Regions from separate parts of the Mus musculus genome. Here regions 1 and 2 are each linked to region 3. Evidence: chromatin contacts called from public Hi-C and promoter capture Hi-C data. All regions are on one chromosome and are shown on one strand. The core of a region is the stretch at or near the end of the contact, and the rest is flanking DNA. Distances in the headings are between cores, read along the strand shown. Region 1 holds the start of Cbx4 (chromobox 4). Region 2 holds the start of Cbx8 (chromobox 8). Region 3 holds the start of Srsf2 (serine and arginine-rich splicing factor 2).

What was found. Promoter capture Hi-C pulls out the DNA fragments that hold promoters and counts their contacts. A called contact is a pair of places that touch in the nucleus more often than the background predicts.
Region 1: a contact with region 3 is called in a Hi-C map of B cells, with 6 read pairs. The contact joins the promoter of Cbx4 here to the promoter of Srsf2 in region 3. A contact is called at or near these places in 2 of 39 promoter capture datasets (liver and pre-B cells), 1 of 484 Hi-C or Micro-C datasets (B cells) and 1 of 115 datasets of contacts at active chromatin or transcription factors (astrocytes).
Region 2: a promoter capture Hi-C map of pre-B cells shows a contact between it and region 3, with 3 times the contacts expected there. The contact joins the promoter of Cbx8 here to the promoter of Srsf2 in region 3. A contact is called at or near these places in 3 of 39 promoter capture datasets (embryonic stem cells, liver and pre-B cells).

What each region holds. Positions count from the first base shown.
Region 1 is chr11:119,084,437-119,088,577 of GRCm38.p6, reverse strand. It overlaps Cbx4 (chromobox 4), which reads left to right and starts at 2,341. Exons shown (of 5, transcript NM_007625.2): 1 at 2,341-2,629; 2 at 2,778-2,821; 3 at 3,950-4,015. The coding sequence starts at 2,561.
Region 2 is chr11:119,039,199-119,042,950 of GRCm38.p6, reverse strand. It overlaps Cbx8 (chromobox 8), which reads left to right and starts at 2,038. Exons shown (of 5, transcript NM_013926.1): 1 at 2,038-2,169; 2 at 2,560-2,603; 3 at 2,792-2,857; 4 at 2,953-3,019; 5 at 3,432-3,752. The coding sequence starts at 2,101.
Region 3 is chr11:116,850,851-116,855,088 of GRCm38.p6, reverse strand. It overlaps Srsf2 (serine and arginine-rich splicing factor 2), which reads left to right and starts at 1,995. Exons shown (of 3, transcript NM_011358.2): 1 at 1,995-2,521; 2 at 2,758-3,068; 3 at 4,128-4,238. The coding sequence starts at 2,160. The coding sequence ends at 3,061. It overlaps Mfsd11 (major facilitator superfamily domain containing 11), which reads right to left and starts at 1,089. Exons shown (of 13, transcript NM_178620.4): 1 at 916-1,089; 2 at 391-446. The coding sequence starts at 1,011.

The DNA.
Region 1 (4,141 bases), core at 1,092-3,591, 2.2 Mb before region 3:
TGTCTGCAATACAGCCCAACGCCCCTGGTGGCGGGTAGGTTGTAACGGCTGCCTGCCCTCCCCTGAGCCAGGATTCTGGATAATGCAGGAAACACCCAGAGTAAACAGATTTTCCTGGGGATTTTTGAGTAAAGAGACCGGCATTGTCGGGAAGCTCAGCTTCCCAGGCTGAGGGACTGGCCTACACAAAGTTGCTCCAGACCTTCTAAATGACCGGATGACCTGAGCGGCTGAGGGTGAATGGGTGCTGTTGGACGGCAGATCGTCACCTCATGACCTACAGGACCCTTCTTTTTTTGACTGAACTGTCCCACAACAGTTTCTCAACTTGAGTACAGTTAGGCACCGTGTTTGTGTGTGTGTGTGTGTGTGTGTGTGTGTGTGTGTGTGTGTATAAAACATCCAAATATAGTAGGGGTGGCCCTTTTCTAGTGCCCCTCCAGCCCCAAGAGTTGGGGTGACGGTAGTCACCCACATCCCATCTTGCGATTCTCCCCTCCTTGGAGACTCTTAGATTTGGGCCTTATGATAGTCAGAGACCAGCCGTTGCACACTGAGTACTCTCTTGTCTCCAGAAGAGGACCCCTTCCACCTCAACACTCTAAGGAGTAAATTCTGAGAGAGCTGCCGCTAAGCAACAGCGGAAGCCACAGTGTTGCAAAGTGGAGGTGCGTGGAGTCAGCGTGTGTGTGCAACATCAAACTAACCGTCTGAAGACTTTTACTGGATGCCTGGGAAAACACAAGCCCTGGCAGGCTTTTGGGGGTTCACTTCTGCACCTGGCCCTTCGCAAGTCATCACAACATAGTCCTCACCAGGCACCCTGAGACGCAATAAAAGCAGGGACAGAGACTCGGACGTCTCCTTGCCCTCCCCCTCCGTCGACCCACTCTCCTCTTTTGCGCTTTTTCTGTCTCTGTGGACGCTCAGCCAAGGGATTGCGCAAGCTTCCTGCTCCACGTTCTTCAGGAGCCCTGAGCTGGGGCCCCGGACGCACCACAGGCAAGGCACACCCTTACCCTCCCACTTAGAATGGCATGTTCTCTGTCAAGTCTACCCACTGCGACCCCACGGATCTCCCAGGCCCACTGTGGCGCCCTCGGAAGGCCGCGTCTGGCGCAGCAGCTCCCCCAGCCGGACGCTGGCGCTGAATACCCCTGAACGTGCGGGGCTGGCCGGCTCCGAGGTGCTAAACTTCACACTCCAGGGCTCCAAAGGCCGCGTCAGCAGGGCTTGGCTGTCAGAGACCAGAGGACGGGAATTCAGGAAGACACTGTGGCTCCTTGGCCATTTCCCCTCCCCTTCTCGCAGTCCACTCATCCACCAACCCTCCGCCTCAACATCTACTTGGTCCTCCCCACTCTTACTTTTGAGGCTCTTCCATGAAGCCCCACGAAGTCCCCTTGGACCCCCCAGACTCATTCACCCCCATATTCATTCTCTCTCTCTCTCTCTCTCTCTCTCTCTCTCTCTCTCTCTCTCTCCCCCTCTCTCTCTCTCGCTCTCTCTCTCTCTCTCTCTCTCTTCTCCCAGCATCTCAGACTAAGCAAGAGGCCTTGCTTAGAAACTGCCCCTTCCCCGCGAATGAGTGAACCAAGTGTAAATTAGAAGCCGTTCAGAATCTTGGGTGGCATCGGATTCAGAGCCCCTTTCTGCTGAGGTTCTTGAGTGCTAAATGCCCCGTGGCCAGCTGTTTCTTTGTCCCTGTCTTCGCCTCTCCGTGCTCCTCCACTTGTCCAAGTCCTCAGTCTTCTGGCTCTTTCTCTCCCCACCTCGCGGCCTAAATGCCCAGAGACTGGCGGGGCGGGGCGGTGGGCACCGAGGGTGGGGTCCTGAACTGCCCCCGCCTCCATTCCGCCCCCTGCCGGAAAGTCCCCTGTGCTTCCAGAGCTCTGCTGGACAGATGTAGTTGGGAGCAACTGTAAAGTGCAGCGGGTGCTTCCGTGGCCCCCAGCAGGGATCCCCGGGCCTTGCACAAGCAGAAACAGAGGCCGAGGGTGGGGACGGGAGAGTCCCAAGTGTCCGGCTGCGGATCAGAGTGGGCCCGGTCGAGGTGCCCACCCTGGCCGCCTAGGCAGAGACACCTCTATTCCGCGGCCCCAGCTCACTTTCCCGGCTCTCAGATCCCTCCCCTGCACCTCCCCGCGCCCTCCTCCTCCCCAGCCTCCTCCCGCGCCCTCCTCCTTCCCTGCTGCCCAGACCGGGGGCCTCGGGTAGGCCGGGCTGCGCCAATCCGAGGCGCGTCCCGCCTCCTGACGCCGAGCTGGGCCCTGCGAGGCCCCGCCCGCTGACGTCCGGGATTTGCATGAGTTCTCGTGCCGCGGCGGCCCGGGCTCAGTTGTCTGAGCGAGCGAGCGAGCGAGCGAGCGCGAGCTGAGAGCCGGCGGGTGCAGGCAGCGGCGGCGGCGGCGGCGGCCAGGCTGTTGAGGGGCGAGTGGCGGCGGCGGGGGCCGGGCGCGTGGCGAGGTCCACGCGCAGGATCGTATCGGGGCGCCGGCGGGAGCTAGCTGTGTCTGCAGCCGCGCCGGCCGCTTGCGCCCCTGAGCGCTCGGGTTCGGCCATGGAGCTGCCAGCTGTTGGCGAGCACGTCTTCGCGGTGGAGAGCATCGAAAAGAAGCGGATACGCAAGGTAGGGGTGGCGCGCGGGTGGCGGCGCCGAGGCGCGGGAGCGGCGGCGGGAGCAGCGAGCGAGAGGCGCGGAGGGGGTGGGGAGGCTGCGGGCCGGAGCCGGGGATCCCGCGGAAGCTGATGGAGTGCTGTCTCTTCCCCCCCTACAGGGCAGAGTGGAGTATCTGGTGAAATGGAGAGGCTGGTCCCCCAAGTAAGTGGCGGCGGGGGCCGGGTGCCTCGGCACCAAGCGCCCTGGCCAGCAGACCCGTGGAGCTGGTGGGGTGGTGGGGGAGCGGACGGGAGGCGGGGTGGAGGTGGGGTGGAGAGAGGAGGGGGTGGGGAAGTCGGTGGCAGGCACTGGGAAGCGGAGCAGCCGAGCCCGAGCCGGGCGCCCTGTGTTGTGCTCCGCTCTCCGGGAAATGCCATCACTAATTTATGCGCTAAAAGGAGCCGGAGGAGCTGGAGAGACGCGGGGCCGAGCCCGGGAGGCCGGCGGAGGGAGGGAGGGCGCAGGCACTGACTGATGTGCAGCAGAAAATGGCTCCTTTCCCCTTTCCCTCCACCGAACGGCTCCATATTGCAAAACCAAAAAAAAAAAAAAAAATTTTTTTTAAAAGCGACGAAAATGCAATTGTATGCGTCCTCCCTCCTGGTGGTGCAGGGTAGGGAAGAAAAAAGACAGAAAATGTTGGGAACTGTCACTGCAGCTCTTTCGATGGGGAATTTTTTTTTTAATTTGAAATGCGAAGGCACCGGATGGAGACAGGCGCAGGCACACACACACACACACACACACACACACACACACTCGGAGAGGGAGAGGGAGAGGGAAAGAGAGGCATATTTTTGTACTGCTGAGTATTTGGGGTTTGCTTGCCAGTGACAGCGGTCTCCTGGGCCTTGAGGGGGGCGCTGAGCTGTGAGTTACCGGATTAGGGGTCCAATGCAGACCAGCTGAAGCCCTACTGGAGACTTGGGCTGGGGATAGGGAGGGGGACTGCGACTTTGCTTTTGGGCTGCTTTGCACGGAGGGTTTCTGGAGAGGAAAGTGGCCTTGGAACACGTCACAGTAACATGCTTAAAATTCTTGACGACTGCAAAATAAACTGCTAGTTTCGTTTTCTTCACCCCCTCCTTTCCTCCTGCCCTTGTGTGTGTATTTTAACTTGGGGGGTAATCAAGGGCCATGTTAAGCCTTAAGAAACCTACTGTCTACCCTCCACATCCATAGCCTTTGATTCAGGAAGCCACATAGGGCCTTATGTCATTCCCAACCTGGCCTTTTTTTTTTCTTACACTCTGCCCCCCCTCCCCGCCCCGTTCCTTTTTCACTTGCAAGATATAACACGTGGGAACCAGAGGAGAACATCTTGGATCCCCGGCTGCTGATCGCCTTCCAGAACAGGTGAGCAGCCTGCTGCCCTGGCCATACATAGGTGGGCCATAGGGGATGGATGACTGCTTGCAGCAGTGGGAAAAGGGGAAGGGGTGGGAGGGGGCAGGCAGGAGCCCCACCCCCAACAAATCCGGA
Region 2 (3,752 bases), core at 789-3,288, 2.2 Mb before region 3:
GGCTGAGACCGACTTTATTTTTACTGCCCAAACTGTTGGAAAGTATTTAAGCTTAAACAGAAACAGCTGTATCGCTGGCACCGGCCGACGAAACTATTTGTTACCAGGAATGACTTTTTATGATTAAGGACCCAGCCGTCGGCGGTCTCTTGAAGGCGGCGGGCGAAGGTCGCCGGGGCGATGTGGGCATCCTGGATCCGCTGTTCGTTGAGAACCGAGAGGACTCCTCACCTGGAGCACACCTTACTATGTCTAGGAGTGAAGCCAAAAACTGGAACCTGCGACTGTTGATGCAAGAGGAGGCCTGGGGAGTACCGGCGCAGCGGGCCCAACTCGGAGCTAGCCCCAAGGCCAGCACTGGCGCGTGCAGTGTGTAGCGCCTTGGACCCGAGGCCAGCTTTGCGCTCTGGGCTTCCTGCCTTTCGAAACAGACTCCTTAGCTCGCTGTTTTCCGGGCTTCGTCGTTTTTTCTTTTTCTCTCTCCCCTTTTCCCAGCCTCTTCTTGGCCAAGGGAAACTTTTTTCAGCCAAGTTGATATCGCGATTTAAATAAATTGTGTGTTCCGAGGTCGGGCTCTGTGATCTGGAGCTTGGGTAGTAAAAGGGCAATGTGGGGATAGCTGCTGTTGAACCCCCCCCCCCCCCGCGCCTCAACAGGGGTTACCACGAGGGGAGGAAAGAGAGCCTAGGAGCAAAAGGTCATTGAGTGTACTCAGGTGTGTAAAAGGGACTGAGGCATCTCTGCGCGACCCTCGTCCCCTACCTGGGACTTGCCATCTTCGCGTCGGGGGTGGGGGTGGGGGTGTCTCTTCCAGGCCGCACTAGATACCGCCACACCCCTCAAAGTCCATACTGATGTTTGTCGGGAATCCCCCGCTTACGCTTACGTCGTCTAGAAGAGCCCGAGACAGAAAGTGCACTAGCTCTGCACCCAGGTCTGGAGCAGAGCCGCGGCGCCTCCAGAGCTAGCCAGGCTCTAGGCTCTGCCTCGATGGTCATAGGCTCCTTAAACCCACCCAGGCCGGGACAGATGTGGTCAGGGTTGACTTCTCTCAGGACTGAGGAGTGGATTGGACGGAAACTGCAGGCTGGGTCAGGAATAGAGGCTGGGGCAGGGCAGCTGAGACTTGGGGACAATGAGGGTGGGAAGAGGAGGCTCGCGACCCCTCCTGCAGGGTCTCGCTTCAGGATGGATTCAGGCGGTAAACACTGGCTTGTGCCAGTCTGCTTTGGGCTTCTGAGCCCGGAGAAGCGCCCACGCCAGCTCGCAGGACCCGGAGGGTGGACGCGGGCAGCGCTATGCGACTGGAGACCAAGAGCAGGCTCATTGATTTGTTAGCTGGATGGGACTGGTGAAGAAGGGAGGAGGGGGCGTTGCCATGGAGACCCAGGGTGCGCGGCCGCAAGGGAGGGGTCAGGGAATTAGTAGGTTCGGCGCAAGCGACGTAGGTCCGGGGGTTCGGGCGCGGCTCGATGCGCCCCAGCACCTGTGCATTGTGCATCAACGGCGGCTGGCGACCAGGATGGCGCCAGCTAGGGCATGGGCAGGTGGGGAGGGCCTGGGTCTGCAGAGGGGCAGCGCCTGGCTGGCACCTACGCAGGGAGCCCTAATAGCTCGGCGGGGCAAGCCACGCACCCGGGGAAACGCTGGGCAATCAGGCAGGGGGGCCAGGGGCGGGAGCCTAGGGCAGCGGCCCCCCTGTCCAGCCGTGCAGACTGACAGCAGCCGGGCCCGCCCCGCTTGGCGTCACTTCCGCTGACGGCTCGCTCCCCCTCCCTCTGGGTCTCTGGAGTGGACAGAGACCCCGCCTCCTGGCTATTGGAACGCGGGTCACGTAGCAACGCAGGGGAGACGGGGAGAGGGGCGTGGCCGGGCGCTAGTCCAATCAGCGCCCGCAGAACGGGCCCAGGACGCTTGGCTTTAGCAACGTCGTTAGCAACACGTGGGGCGGGAGGAAGCGCTGGGAGGGGGTGGAGGGAGGGAGAGTGCGCGGGGGAGGGAGGAGAACTGACGTCAGCGGGAGAGTATTATGGGCTGTCGAGGGCTGGCTGCTGCTTTTCTGCTCCTGGAAGCGGCTGAGGGGGGAAGCGGCGAGTCAACATGGAGCTCTCGGCGGTGGGGGAGCGGGTGTTCGCGGCCGAAGCCCTCCTGAAGCGGCGCATTCGCAAAGTAGGTGAAGGGGAAGGCGGGCGGCGACGCGAACTCTCCCTCACCAGGGCCCAGGCTCCCTCCCCTTGCTGCAGCCCAGCCTCCCTTCCCCCAGGTCCCAGCAGCGGCCGCGGCCGTGGCGGCGGCGGCGGCGGCTCAGCCCCAGCGCTCTCCTTAGACTTGCAGCCCTGCACAGATTGCATGGATGGGGGGTGGGGTGGGGGATGAATGCCGGTGCATGCACTTTGTGCAGCGTTTCTGCAGGGGTGCTGCAGTGGACTGGTTCCTTTGGCGGTAGTGTTTGGAGCATTCATTTGGTGCATGCATTTTCGTGTGTATTTCTTGTGTCCTCGTCATGCATTTCTCCCCACGCACACACATACACAAGCATTTTCCCTTTTGCATCTGCAGGGACGCATGGAATATCTCGTGAAATGGAAGGGCTGGTCGCAGAAGTAAGTAGGTTATATGCAATCGCTACCCCACACTGATATCGAGGAGGGTTCTTTCTTCCTCTTTTCCCCTTCACATTGAAATACAACACAAGGCAGCCGGAAAAGTTGCACACACATACACGCCCTCCACTCTGTCCTCTCTCTCCTGCTCCAGGGACTGATGCTCCATTCTTCCTGGTTTCCTTTAGGTACAGCACGTGGGAGCCCGAAGAAAATATTCTGGATGCTCGCCTCCTTGCAGCCTTTGAGGAAAGGTACAGACCCTTAGCCTAGCCACTCACTAGAACCCATACACGCTGACTTCGGTGCAGCCAGGACACACCCCCTTCTCTCTCTTTTCTTTCTTTAGGGAACGGGAGATGGAGCTCTATGGCCCCAAAAAGCGAGGACCCAAGCCTAAAACCTTCCTTCTCAAGGTATGTTGCGATCTCCAGAGGTGGAGTGTGCCGTTCAGGGAGGATCTGCAGGGCTTGTAAATCAATGGGTGCCCTTGCCTTGTGTGTATTTGTAATCTGGACTTCTGTCAGAGGCCCCATCACGGAGTTCTAGAGGCAGGACTTAGCTGCACCAGAAGGCCTTCATTCCCACCCCCCCTCCAGCCATCCCAAGTAGACCTCTGTTACACAAGGAGTCTGTTGGTTGCAAATGGCTTCTTCCAGACAAACCCTCATTCCCCTCCCCCAGACTATTACTAAGAGCCCACCTCCCCACTCAATTAGAATTTCCCAGGCATCCAGGGAAAGTTGGGCAGTCAAGGCTAGAGGTCGTGGGGGGGTGGGGTGGGCGGGGGCGGGGCTTTTTTCTCCTCACAACAACTTCCTTCTGCAGGCCCAGGCCAAGGCAAAGGCCAAAACCTATGAATTCAGAAGTGACTCTACCAGAGGCATCCGGATCCCTTACCCAGGCCGCTCACCCCAGGATTTGGCGTCTACTTCCAGGGCCCGAGAGGGCCTGCGGAACACGGGGCTACCCCCACCAGGGAGCAGCACCAGTACCTGCAGGGCAGACCCACCTCGGGACCGGGACCGAGAGAGGGACAGGGGTACCAGCCGTGTAGACGACAAGCCCAGCTCACCGGGGGACAGCTCCAAGAAACGAGGACCGAAACCCAGGAAGGAGCCCCTGGACCCTTCACAGAGACCTTTGGGA
Region 3 (4,238 bases), core at 746-3,245:
TTTAGTCATCATCGTAAAAGAATTTACCATCACGCTTATTTATTTTGGGATTCACGGCATGCACCCCCATGCCTGCTCTGTAACTTTATTACTACATTTTAAAATTTATGTTTGTATGGTAGGAGAGTGTTCTCCTGCGTGGAAGACACATGAAAACCTGCAGGAGCTGGTTCTCTTCTTCCACCACGTAGGTTCTGAGGATTAATCCACGTACTCTGGGAGGTATGGGTCTGTATCTACTGATCTACCTGGGTGGCTCAAACCTCAGAAAAAGAGAGACAGATTTGACACAATCATGGCTACTCTTCAGTTACAACATGTTATTGCTGGTTTTCCTGAGATGGATGGAACTATGACATGCAAAATAAAGTCATGCACACAGTACAATACCTGGTATATCCACTGCCATGAAAATCTGTGCTATTTAAGCTCCTGATGACAGTTTGCTGTGTGGAAGATAAAACTAATCAACAAAAATGTCTTGCCATCTCCCTCCCCGCAGGAAAGTCTAAATACTCAAAAAAAATGTTATGATCCACACCTCTCACCCAAGCCCACCATGAGAGGAGAAAAAAACCGACTCAATTGCCGCAGAAGATATACTCGAGATGGGGAAACAGATAATCAACTGTACCCACAAGCCACCCAAGCACTAAATACAGAGTTTAACATTCACAAAAATTAAAGTAACTATGGTCCATACTCAAATTGCAAGCCGCATCTGAGTATTAAACGAAAGTGTTTAACACCACGTAAACGCGAAATATCTGATACACAAAATTAAGAAAACGAGAAAGGGTAGGCTGAAAAACAGGAGGTGCAATCTTGGCGTGGTAGCGGACATAAACGTTTATTGTCACAGCTGGAATGCATTCAGACGGGCATTCAAAGGAAGGAGTACAGATTCCAACTCACCGCCACATTTCCACAAGTCTGAAAGGCGGTGAACATAAACATAAAGGCAACTCCTAAAATAACGATGTTGAAAAGCTTTTTAGACTCCGGGGACATTTTGGCTCCGCTTGCTCAGAGGCCAGCAGCGGCCCAGGACAGTCACCTCTTCTCCTCCAGTCGAACCCCCTGACAGCCCTGAGGGAAGAAACCAGATGAGAGAACCACGAAGCCAGACTGCCGATTTCCAATCTTGGGATGGGAATCGTGGGTTTAAGGGAAATCTCTCCCCACCGGTACAGTCGGGACCCTCCGGGGACGCGACCGAGTGCAGAGGAGACCCGGGGTCTACCCGCCGCAACTCCAGTTGCAGGGAACGGGATCCGGGGCAAGGACGAGCAGTAGCAGCTGCTGGGGCCCGCCCTCCCGGCCTGACTCACAGCAGATCACGAGACCGGTCAGCTGACCAGAGTCTGGTCGCAGCGCCCGCCGGGAAATGTAGTCCCGGCGCCCCGTGGGGGGAGGGGAGGGTACGGCCGCACGCTGTGGCTAGCGCGTACTTTAGGTCTACACTACCCGTCCCTTCGTAGAGAGCAAAGGCCCCGAGAAGTGAAACCAAGGCAGCGAGCCTCAGTCAGGAGCGGCGGGAGAGGGGAACGTGAGGTGGCCCCGGGACACAGAGAGGCAAAAGAGAGCGCAAGAACCGGCTCTGACAGGCGGGACTGAAGGCTGGGCGGAACGGCGCGTGGAGCCCGGGCATTGGCGTGGGGAAGGGGCGGGGCTCTGGTGGGGCGCGCTTCCTCTTTCTCCCTCCATAGAGCCTCGTTCTTCCCCTTCCCCGCGCTCTCGCGGACGCACCCACGGTAGAGCATTTGGCGGGCTTTCTAACTGCCTTCTCTGGCTGCTCCCCCGCCCCACCGCAGTGACTGCGCGCTTTCCGCCCGCCCGCCGCGCGGTGCGCAGGCGCACCTGGGAGGGGCGGGGCGCGCGGCGGCGACGTTACGCAACACGGCCGAATGGGCCAATCAGGAGATTCATTTCCGGGTGGCGCGGGCGCCATTTTGTAAGGGTGGGTATAAATGCGCGCTGGGGCCCGCCCGCTCGCTTAGTTGCTGCTCAGGCGTCCGTCAGGTTCGGGTGCTCTGCGGCGGCCTTGCGGCTCCCTCCCTACCCACGAGGACTGTAGCTACCGAGCGCCTGACGGAGCTGCGTTTCCGGAGAGCGAGGGCCTGTCCGGGGCGTTAGGGTCTCGGCGCCGCTTCGCAGCCATGAGCTACGGCCGCCCGCCTCCCGATGTGGAGGGCATGACCTCCCTCAAGGTGGACAACCTGACCTACCGCACCTCGCCCGACACCCTGAGGCGCGTCTTCGAGAAATACGGGCGCGTCGGCGACGTGTACATTCCGCGGGACCGCTACACCAAGGAGTCCCGGGGCTTCGCCTTCGTCCGGTTCCACGACAAGCGCGACGCCGAAGACGCCATGGACGCCATGGACGGGGCGGTGCTCGACGGCCGCGAGCTGCGGGTGCAGATGGCGCGCTACGGCCGCCCGCCCGACTCGCACCACAGCCGCCGGGGCCCGCCACCCCGTCGGTACGGCGGCGGCGGCTACGGGCGGCGGAGCCGCAGGTGAGCGGGGCCCGGGGCGGAGCGGGAGGCGGACGGGCACAAAGGTACGCGGAGCACGTGGAGCCAGCCCCTCCCTCGCGGCCGGGGTGGCAGCAGGGCCGGGCCACTCCGTGCGAGACCCCGCCTCGCGGCAAGGGAAATGGCGCCTGGCAGCCAGATAATGGCGGCGGGGCGGGCGGGGCGGGACCGGCGGCCTGCAAGCTCACCCTGTCGCTTCGTTCACGTCCCACTCGCAGCCCTCGGCGACGCCGGCGCAGCCGATCTCGAAGCCGGAGTCGGTCCAGGTCGCGAAGCCGCTCCCGCTACAGCCGCTCCAAGTCTCGGTCCCGCACTCGCTCGCGCTCCAGATCAACCTCCAAGTCCAGATCTGCCCGAAGATCCAAGTCCAAGTCCTCCTCCGTCTCCAGATCCCGCTCGAGGTCAAGGTCCAGGTCGCGATCGAGAAGCCCTCCGCCCGTGTCGAAGCGAGAGTCCAAGTCTAGGTCGCGGTCCAAGAGCCCACCCAAGTCTCCAGAAGAAGAGGGAGCAGTTTCTTCCTAAGAAAATGGTAATGTCTGCGGGAATCTGAGACACGCCCTAACTCCCGTGGGGTATGGAGTAGGTTTTTTGAGCCTTGTTAGCATAAAGACTCCTGGTGTTAAGAGTACTACTGCTCTGAAGTTACTCAGCTTTGGGAGTGATGCTGAAGAGGGGTCTGCAGAGAGGATTGTGTAAAGCTTAGATAGTAATGGCTGTTTCATGCTGTTTGAGACCTATTAATGAAAATGACTATTTCTTGCTGTTTTTATCCAACGTCTGCATTTTCCCCCTTTAAAGCTGCGGTCTCCTGTTTTATCAAAGAATATTGGCCAGTATTGCAGATTTTAACTGATTTGGCTGATCCTCCAGGGACCAGTTTCTGTGGGCGTGTATTGGAGCAGGTTTGTCTTTAAATGTTAAAGATGCACTATCCTCATAGAGAAAAACATTCAGTGCAACTGTTGTTGTGCTGACTGGGACTTCTTACTCTAATGGATGTGGCAAAGGAATTGCAATTAAGAAGCAATGAACTTTTGGAACCCCAAAAGAAAGTTACAGGTATTGATCCGCACCGGGTGGGGAAAGGATAGTGTGTCTTTAACTCTAAATTGTTTGGTCCTATTTTTCTTTTTAAAGGAAAGGGCCCTAAGTAGCTGATTAAGAACATCCTCAACTGCCAAACGTTTCATTTTCAAACATCTTACAAAGTGTAGACTAATTTCTGATAGCAAGTTTTTGTTTGGAAACAGCCCCACCCTGCCCCCCTACCTTTTTTTTCTTTTAACCCTCCCTTGCCTCCTTTTTTTTCCCCCTTTTTTCTTTCTTTCTTTTTTTTTTTTTTTTTTTTTTTTTTTTGGTCTTGGTTATTTGGCCAAGAATCACATATATCCGAACATGCTGGTGGTACCCTTTGGAAAAACTCCCATTTGGGCCTTTAAAAAAACTGATAATGGCCAGGTGGAACCTTCTGTAACCTACTTGTTTCACCAGAGCCTTAGTAAGTACATGCCTGATAATGAAACCATGTGCACTTTGGAACCTTTTTAGTAGTGGAAAGTAAGCTGAACCTCTTTCTTTTCAAACCTAGATGAATCGGCAAGCGGCTTAACAGAGGACATTGGGGGAAAGGACCACAAACTCAGTCCATCGGTCCATGGAAGAGTCCTTGGAACAAGCAACTGGCTATTAAAAAGGTTAT